2 separate regions of the Cricetulus griseus genome follow, and region 2 is linked to region 1. A link is a contact called in public Micro-C data. All regions are on one chromosome and are shown on one strand. Each heading gives the region's core, a stretch centred on a gene start, on an enhancer-like site or on the middle of the called end of the contact. The rest is flanking DNA. Distances are from core to core; before and after follow the strand shown.

Region 1 (4,233 bases), core at 809-3,308:
AAATATACTTGCATGAAAATGTTTTTATTTAGAGAAAGGGGGAGGAGGAGAGGGGAAGGGAAGGAGAGAGAGAGACAGAGACAGACAGAGACAAAGACAGAATGGGAGAGAGGTTAATGATAAAGGAAGCTGATTTATAAAATTATAGGCATCCAATAAATGTTAGTTTCTTTTAACAGCTTACATAGAAATCAGTAAGTGATTCTATTTTGTAATTTCACACTAGAATCATATCCTATTCCTCTCTCCACAAATACTTAGAGATAGGTCTGTCTTTCTTTCAACACACACACACATGCACGCATGCACGCACGCACGCACGCACACTCACACTCATACTCACACTCACACCTCCCCACAAACATATACGAGTCCAGATTTTTAGACATAAACATTCCTGAGGATTTAGGGAAATACATCAAATTGTGCATTTTCTTTCATTGCTGCAGATTGAGAAAAGATGGTCTTGCATCCCATTAGCAAAAGATCTTCAGAAGTGTGCAAAAACAATAGCTCTAAAGGTTAAAGGCGGCCATGCCCATGCTGAAGCAACATTTTTAACAGTAGATTTTGATGGTGAAGACTGCTGAATTAGTAGTCGGAAGACCTGGTTTCCAATCAAATTGTGCAGTTTTCATTTGTTGTTTGGGAGACAAGACACTTCCCTTTGCTGAATCTCCACTTTCCCATTGGTAGATGTGGTGTTTATAGCTCAGAATATGTCACGGGTCTTTGTGAGGATTCAGTAGGAAAGTGTAGAGGAAAGTTGTTTGCCGCCTGTGAAATGCACAGGTAACTTGTTATATGATCAGGGCTCTTGCCTTCCCTCTAGTGAAGATGGTTTATTTTGGTTTGACACAGGTTTTACACTGTGGCCCAGGCTGGCTTTGAATGCTGGGATTTTAACTATGAGCCACACCTGGCTTAGTGAACTTTTTTTTTTTTAATCATGGTTGCCATTGTATTGATACAATTCATTTTATTATTAGGATTAAGAATTAAAGTATAGAATTATGATGTTAAATTAAATTTAAATGGATGGGTGTTTTGTACGCATACATAACTGTACATCATGTGCATGCCTGGTGAATACAGAGGCCAGAAGAAGGTCTTGGATCCCCTGGAACTGGAATTACAGATGGTTGTGAACCAACATGTGGGTGCTGGGAATCAATCTAGTGTCCTCTGGAAGAGCAACCAGTGCTCTCAATCACTGAGACATCTCGCAAGCCTCTAGAATTATGATTTTTGATTTGTGGCTATTTACTTATTGGTTATTTTGAATTTGGTATGGGTTCTGTAAGATTCTTTCAATTTTCTTTTCAATGTTGATGGCTGAACCCTTAGCTGGTGCTTGGTAGGCAACTGTCACTAAGCTATATCTCCAACTCCAACATCTATTTTTTAAAAGCAGGGCTTATCCCCTCAGCATCATCTGGAATGATCTTCTAACACAGTTGCCTGGAACCACCACCTCCTCTATACCCTCTCTCAAGAACTTGTATTTTTCCACACTTAGGGACATAGGCCTATAATCCCAACTCTTGAAAGAGGAAGCAGGAGGATCAGGAGTTCAAAGTCAGACTTGGCTATGTAAGACGGTTTCAAAAAGGATGTGAATATAGGTGTGGGGATGTTGTAGAGTATTTGCCTACCATGACCAAAAGTCTATGTTCAATACTCAGAACTACCAAAATAAATAGATGTCAGCTTTATAAACAAACCTACATGCCATACAATTCACCCACATCAACATTATCTGGGTTTATTGAGCTAAGCAAAAGTTTTATGGAGGCTGAGGATGCTTTGTGACTGGTATGTAAAGAATTCCCTTCACCTGCTCCAAGAATGAAGATTGAAGTGACAAATCATTGCAGGCCACCAGGTCATCTGCTCTCCTAGCACTGGTAGCTGCCTGCTCAACTGATGTCCTCTGCATTAGGATAAGGCTAGGATAGGATACTACAAAAATAACACCAATGCCAAAGCATGAAATCTTTCCCTCCCTGCAATCTGGACAAGCCTTGGCCTCAACTGTCTAGTCTATGAATCAGAAGAAGTTCCTGAGGGGAAATGAGTCATGATTTGTCTAGTTGGGAGATTCCTGAGCTCCTCCACAGTCTGCTTCTAATTTAAAGGTCTTTCTATCTTTTAAGCATGCAGGATCAATGCAGCTTCCTAATATCTTTGGACAGAGCTGATTGACATTTCAGTTTGTCAGCTTCCAGAACTCTACTGTTGACTCAGTTCTATCTCTGTTTAATTAGAGGGGAAAGACTGTTAAACAGACACAGTTAATTGTGCTCATAAAGGTAAGTGTGTCAGGACAATGGAAGCTTTGGACAATCACAACTGTTTAGGCTGGTAGCTTAGATGCTTTGAAAAATCCGTTTCTTACTCTGTGGGGAGAGATAATGTTCTAAAGAGAGCATTGCTGGGGAATCTAAGCAATGCCCATTTCCAGTTTTTCACTTGGAGGATTTTTGATTTTGTGGGAGAGTAAACATTTCTTTTTCTTTATTTTTAAATATCCACTCAACAAAACAACAGCAGTAGCTTCCTCATATGGCCTTATCAGTGTGGTAAATTTCTGAAGCATGATATTCCTTTGTTAGTATATTAGAATATGTGGCTGTGCCTGGTATCCCTAGCCCTGCATCTCTCTATTGGAACTGACACTCTAGGGAGAAGCCATATGAACAACATCTGAGCTTAAACAACAATATTCTCTATTCTCTCTCTCTCTCTCTCTCTCTCTCTCTCTCTCTCTCTCTCTCTCTGTGTGTGTGTGTGTGTTTGCCCATGCACATGTCTGCATGTGTGTGTGTCTGTCTGCCTCTGTCTCTCTCTTTGCCCCTTGTTTCAGGTAATCAGGTCCTTTTTTATAATACCAGCCAACCACACAGAAGAAGCTGGAATGTGGGAGAGATCCAACAGCAATGCCCAAAACAAAGGAAATTCCCTGTATTGATTAGAGGTCGGGGGCAGGTCTCCAAAAGTTTAGCAGATCAACCAAGGTCTTTGACAGGCTATGAGTCTCTAATTTAGAAGCCAATCCTATTGCCCCACTCTGCCTTAGGGTTGCTACAAATTAGAATCTCAGCTTAGGGAAGGTACTAGAGAGGACAAAAAGGATCCTCTTTACAAAGGCAACCTCTACAATAGTTGAAACGAGAATTGCTCCCTATAGGCTCAGGCATGTGGTCCTCAGTGGATGGCATTGTTTTGGCAGTATGGCCTTGCTGAAGGAAGTAGTCATGGGAGGCAGGCTTTGAGAGTTTAAGCCAAAGGCCACTTGCAGTTCACTCTCTGCTTTGTGTGTGTTTGGTTGAGATTTCATCTCTCAACTTTCTGCTTCTGCTGTCATGCCTTGCTAAGATGATGGACTCTCATCCCTCTGGAGTCATAACCCCAAACAAACTCTTCTTTCTATAAGTTGCCTTGGTTATAGTGTTTATCTCAAAAACAGAAAACTAGCCGGGAAGTGGTGGCACACGCCTTTAATCCCAGCACAGCACTCAGGAGGCCGAGGCAGGTGGAGCTCTGTGAGTTTGAGGCCAGCCTGGTCTACAGAGTTAGTTTCACAACAGCTAGGGCTGTTACACAGTCAAACCCTGTCTCAAAATAAAACAACAAAACTAAACAAAACTAACAACCCTCCAAAAAACCAAAACCAACCAAACAGAGCAAAATACCAGAAAACTAACTAATACACAGCCCTTTACTTACATCCATTCCCTACAACTCTATGGAACCAGAGTTAGAGTCGGGAGGGGTTGAAGGAATTTGTGAACATTGGCTTCAATTCTGAATACTGCCTGCTGACATTGAGGCATTGTGGAAGGTTAAAGTCAAACGCTCTCCCTGTTCATCTTGAACTAGTTGGTCAAGCAGTGATCTTTGAGTCAGGCACTATTACTTGTATTCATACATCAAAAGAATGCGGCCTGTGTGGATTCATGTGGCACATTGTACCAGGGTGTGGATGAGTCAACAGACCGATTAGGAAGTGGCCTTCAATCCCCCAATATAATGGCACCAATATATTATATATGGAAGGAGAAAAGACCTGGGTAGAGTGTGGTTTTCTATAGACAGATACTATGTTTCTCTTTTGTTCTTCTCCTTTTCTTCTTCTTCTTCCTCTTCTTCAAAGAAAGGTTTTTTATTTTATCTTTATTTTTTATGGAACCAAGGTTAGCTTTGAATTCTCTATTCTACTGCATCTGCTTC
Region 2 (4,233 bases), core at 736-3,235, 40 kb after region 1:
GCTAATTTGTTCTTTTTGGAAAACCATACAAATAAAAATGGTGCAGAAAGGTACAATGAAGATATGATACTCCAATTTCCTGATCTTCTATCTTCCAGCACAGTGATGGGTCACTACATTGCTTTGCCTTGATTTTTGACTAAGAACCATTTCTCTAGCTCTTGGAATGCATTGTCCATGCCTCATCATTTCATTACCCTGCCTAGATCTGCAAATTTTCTATATATCATTTACCCCAGAAAACAGTGTTTCTATGTCTGAGGCATTCGGTTCAGAAGAACCAATGTGTTAGAGGCCAGAGAGATGGCTCAGCCAGTAAGGGCTGACCATGAGGATTGGATACATGGGATCAACATGGCGGAAGAGAATGACACCAGAAAGTTTCTTTCTGACCTCCACACCCATGTGCATGTATTTGTACATACAAGCACACAATCAATATTAATGCAACAATAAAGAATACAGTCTCAATCGACTGAAAATTGATAATTCCAGCAGAGTAACTGATCTTCATTTGTATCTGGGAAGCTTAATGAATAAGACATGCATCAGGGAGTATCGTGACAGAAACGACTGAAGACGAAGATGGCAATGAAAGTCTCTGCAGAAATATTTACCTAGAGAGAAAGACCCTTTAAATGCCAGCCTTGACTGGACTCCCAACTGCCTTAAGACTACACACTGGGAAGATCCCAGCAGGCTGCACCATCAGGAAGGCCACAAAGATTTAAAGAACACCCTGGCTGAGATGGTGAGTCCTGGGAAGCAGGCCTTGCTGCTTCTTCTGGGCCTTCGGTACAATCGCTTAATTGTTCCATGGCCTTCCCCTCACAGACATTTAAGAAGTCAAGTTCTTCATTTTGATTTTCCCTTCTCAATTTACAACCCCCCCACCCCAAACCACGCGGGACCTGTGGTGGAGGGAGAGTTGAGGCGGAGAAGCGTCGAGAGGTTTTAAAGCAACTTGGGAGGAACTTGGTGATGAGTTGAGCTCAGGGTGTCCAGGCGGTGGCCGGAGGGTGGGACGACCCCTCGGCCAGGCGGGGAGGGCGGAGGGCCGAGCGAGCAGCTTGGCGGCAGGGTGCAGCGGGTCATTGTTTCCCGGCCGCTCCTCCCCGCCGGTCCGGCGTCACTGGCGGGGCGCCCGGGGCGGGCGGCGGGTTATTTATAGCGCTGGCTGCGCGCATCACGGAGCCCGGCCCGGCTGACGGGGCCGCTGACGCGCTTGGCCGGGGCCGAGGGCGCGGGGTGCGCGCGGGCGGCGACAATGGGCCGGAGCGCGCGCCTCGCTGGCCTCCGTGGGCCGTTCTCCGGCCCCCGCCCTCGGCTCCGCGCCCCCGCGGGGTGGCGGGCCTCGGCCCTGGGACTCAGCTCGGCGGTCCGCGCTCCTTGCTGCGCGCCCGGACTGCACGAGGAGCTGGAGCCGGCTGCGCGACCACTCTGCTCCCGGGGACGCGGCGACCTGGGGCCGGGAGCGCCGGCCAGGTAACGTATCCTTAACCCGGGCTGGGGGGGCTCGGGGAGGGTCGGGAGGGGCAGCCCTTCCCGGACTCCTGTCCCCACGGTGTCCCGTGCCGGTCCAGGAATCCGAGGTGGGTGTGGAGAGCCAGAGAGGGAGAGAAACTTCGGTGAGACCAGCCCCAACACGCTCCTCCCGAGAGGACGGCGCGACTCGGGCACCATGTCGTCCGCCTCCCTAGCCCCTCCCCGGCCACTCCTTCCCCTCGTCTCCCCTATACAGACGACCAGGACCCCCACTCGCGGGCTCCCATCCTGGCCCGCCCAAGCCCACTGTCGCGCTGGCAGGGACTTTTAGGGACTTGTGGGCCGCGGAGGCCAACCCTGAGCCCTGCCCTTCCGGCTGCTCTGCAGCCCCTCGCACGTGGCAGGCAGGCAGGCTGGCTGAGAACTTGCTGTGCCTTCTAGGAAATTGCAATCGATTTGTAATGCACTTTCGCTAATTGGGAGTTCAAAATTAAACTTTAATAAAGCATTTGTGTCGTCTCGTCTAATTGTGAAAGCTTCCATTCGTCCTACCAGAAAGACTCTTTAAGTCTTAAGTTAATGGCGCTAAGCTAGATTTCCCCCCCAAGTACAATTCTGTCAGCCTTCCTTGGCGCAGCTGGATTTCTGTAAGGTACAGATGTTGCTAATGGCAGCTTAAGCACGGATGGGCAGATAGCATACGGAATGCAACATGTTGCCATATGGTTCCTTTAGCCTTTCACCTCCAGGGATATCAATCATATATATTCTGGGAGAAACCTAATGACTCTCTGAACAGCAAAATGAATTACCTGGTACAATTTATATCCCTTGACCTGATGCGTTATAACAACAGGAAGATAGCATCGCCCAATTGCTGTGGTATAAATTGAGTTACAGAGCTACATTTCAAATTCTATATCAGCTATTGGTAGTTTGAGGGGCCCCGGTCACATCATTCTGGCTGTAAAATCTATTTTTGTATTTCCTTCTTCCCTCTATACTTTCCCACTTCTAGACATGCAAAATTGAGAAAGTTTAACCAAACTGATATTGGAAATTGACACTCTACCTGATAGGTGAGTATGGAGCGGTGGAAAATACAACTTCCAGAGTGTTAGTTTCAGCTAGCATTCTTCAAGAGCATCACACTTTAAAGCTAGAAAATCAAGTGGCTCCCAGGATATATGGTTTCAGTATAACCCCCTATGTCTAGATACTTACTGGAAATTCTCCACCTAAAACAAACAAAATCCTACTTCAACTCTTGAGAAAAACGGTTGTAAGTAATAATGAACTATAAGAAACCTCAGTAGAACTTTTCTGCAAACCAGTTCCTGCGCCCCATTCCCCCCTCTCTGTGTCTTATTCCAAGTCATGATTGTGGAGATAAAGACTTTTTTTTTCTTCCAAGATGTCAGTATCTATGTACTGAAAGTCATGGCTTAGATCCTACTGGAATGGCTTAGTAATATTTCATATTAGATTTTTAAATCTCCCGGTGATTAATAAAATATCATAACTGCCTTTAAGTTTGGTTTGTAAGTATGGTTGTCTTTTTAACCCCAGTCCATATTTTTGATTCGCAAATGCAGATCATAGTGATAGTTAAGCAATGACCAAAGGGCACAAATTAAAGTATCATTCAAATTTTAATTTCATGTTTACTTTTACATGTGAAAAAGTTTTCTTAAAGCTAACTACATAATATCTATTTGCACTCAACAATATATTTAAAAAGTAGTTCATGTGAGCTGGTAGACTAGTAAAACACATAAATAGACATGAGTGGCCTAAAAATGTATTTACTTTTAATTTTTAACTTTTCAGGAAGTGGAAACATTTTGAAAGTTTATACATCTTGTCCTTTTAGTATCGTTTTCAAAGGACAAGATGGCACCCCCCTCCACACATACCCACTTGCACACACCTTGCAATGGCTGATGATGTGCTAACTAGTGCTTGAGTTAGTTCAGACATTCTGATTATTTACCTAATGTCTTTTGCATAGCTAAATAGCCAAACAAACAAACAAACAAAAACCACCAAAAAACCTTAGGCAGAACAGATTAGGACATGGCTAGGTTATGGCAAGTTTCCTTCCTGGGGCTGTCTCTGTAATCTTTTACTAGCTGAGGTTTTAGTGTGTTCTGCAGTACCAGTACTCTAGTTTAAAGCCAAGTCAGTAGTGAGCGTGTCAGTAATGACTCCATCTTCGTGACCTGTGAATTGACAGTGACGCTATGCTGTCCTTTAATCAGTCACACAGAGCCTGCCTTATAAAGCTGTTATTGTCATGGGCACATACTGCAACCTTTTGTCAAGCCCTGTGATTATTAAAGTGTTCCTCCTTCAAATCCAGGCCAAAAGGCCTGCTGGGCTTCGTTTCAGAGTTCAAGCAAAACCTCAAGCAGCACTGTTTGCTCTCTGTCTCCAGTTGTATCATTATGTGTACAGTCCAAGAATAATTTCAGGCACCTTTGCAGATACACACTATATGCATTTTTGTGTACTTACATGGCAAAAAACCTGGGATATGCATCTTACAGCATCATCTCATTTTAAATAAACCTTTGATAGATGGGCACCGTTACTGTAAACCATGTGGCTGACTGCCAAGGGGTACACCAGAACTCGAAAGGACTAGAATTGCTGTTGTTCACTAGGAAATCACTTTCTTGGTTTTTGTTCTCAAACTTAAGTTGCCTTTTTCAGTATTGCCCTTACATGTTGTTAGTCTGAGAATTT

What was found. A called contact is a pair of places that touch in the nucleus more often than the background predicts.
Region 2: a Micro-C map of the CHO-K1 cell line shows a contact between it and region 1, with 2.4 times the contacts expected there. The contact joins the promoter of LOC118239062 here to the enhancer-like site in region 1. A contact is called at or near these places in 4 of 8 Hi-C or Micro-C datasets (the CHO-K1 cell line, fibroblasts and liver).

What each region holds. Positions count from the first base shown.
Region 1 is chr6:117,595,338-117,599,570 of CriGri-PICRH-1.0, forward strand. No RefSeq gene overlaps it. Among named protein-coding and RNA genes, the nearest start is that of Trnaa-cgc, 12 kb to the left of the region's middle. Within about 2 kb of position 2,059, at least 2 of the 6 cell types and tissues checked have open chromatin away from gene starts, as enhancers often do. A contact at or near this core is called in the CHO-K1 cell line and fibroblasts, where this site is marked.
Region 2 is chr6:117,635,306-117,639,538 of CriGri-PICRH-1.0, forward strand. It overlaps LOC118239062 (atherin-like), which reads right to left and starts at 1,986. Exons shown (of 2, transcript XM_035446455.1): 1 at 912-1,986. The coding sequence starts at 1,683. The coding sequence ends at 1,162.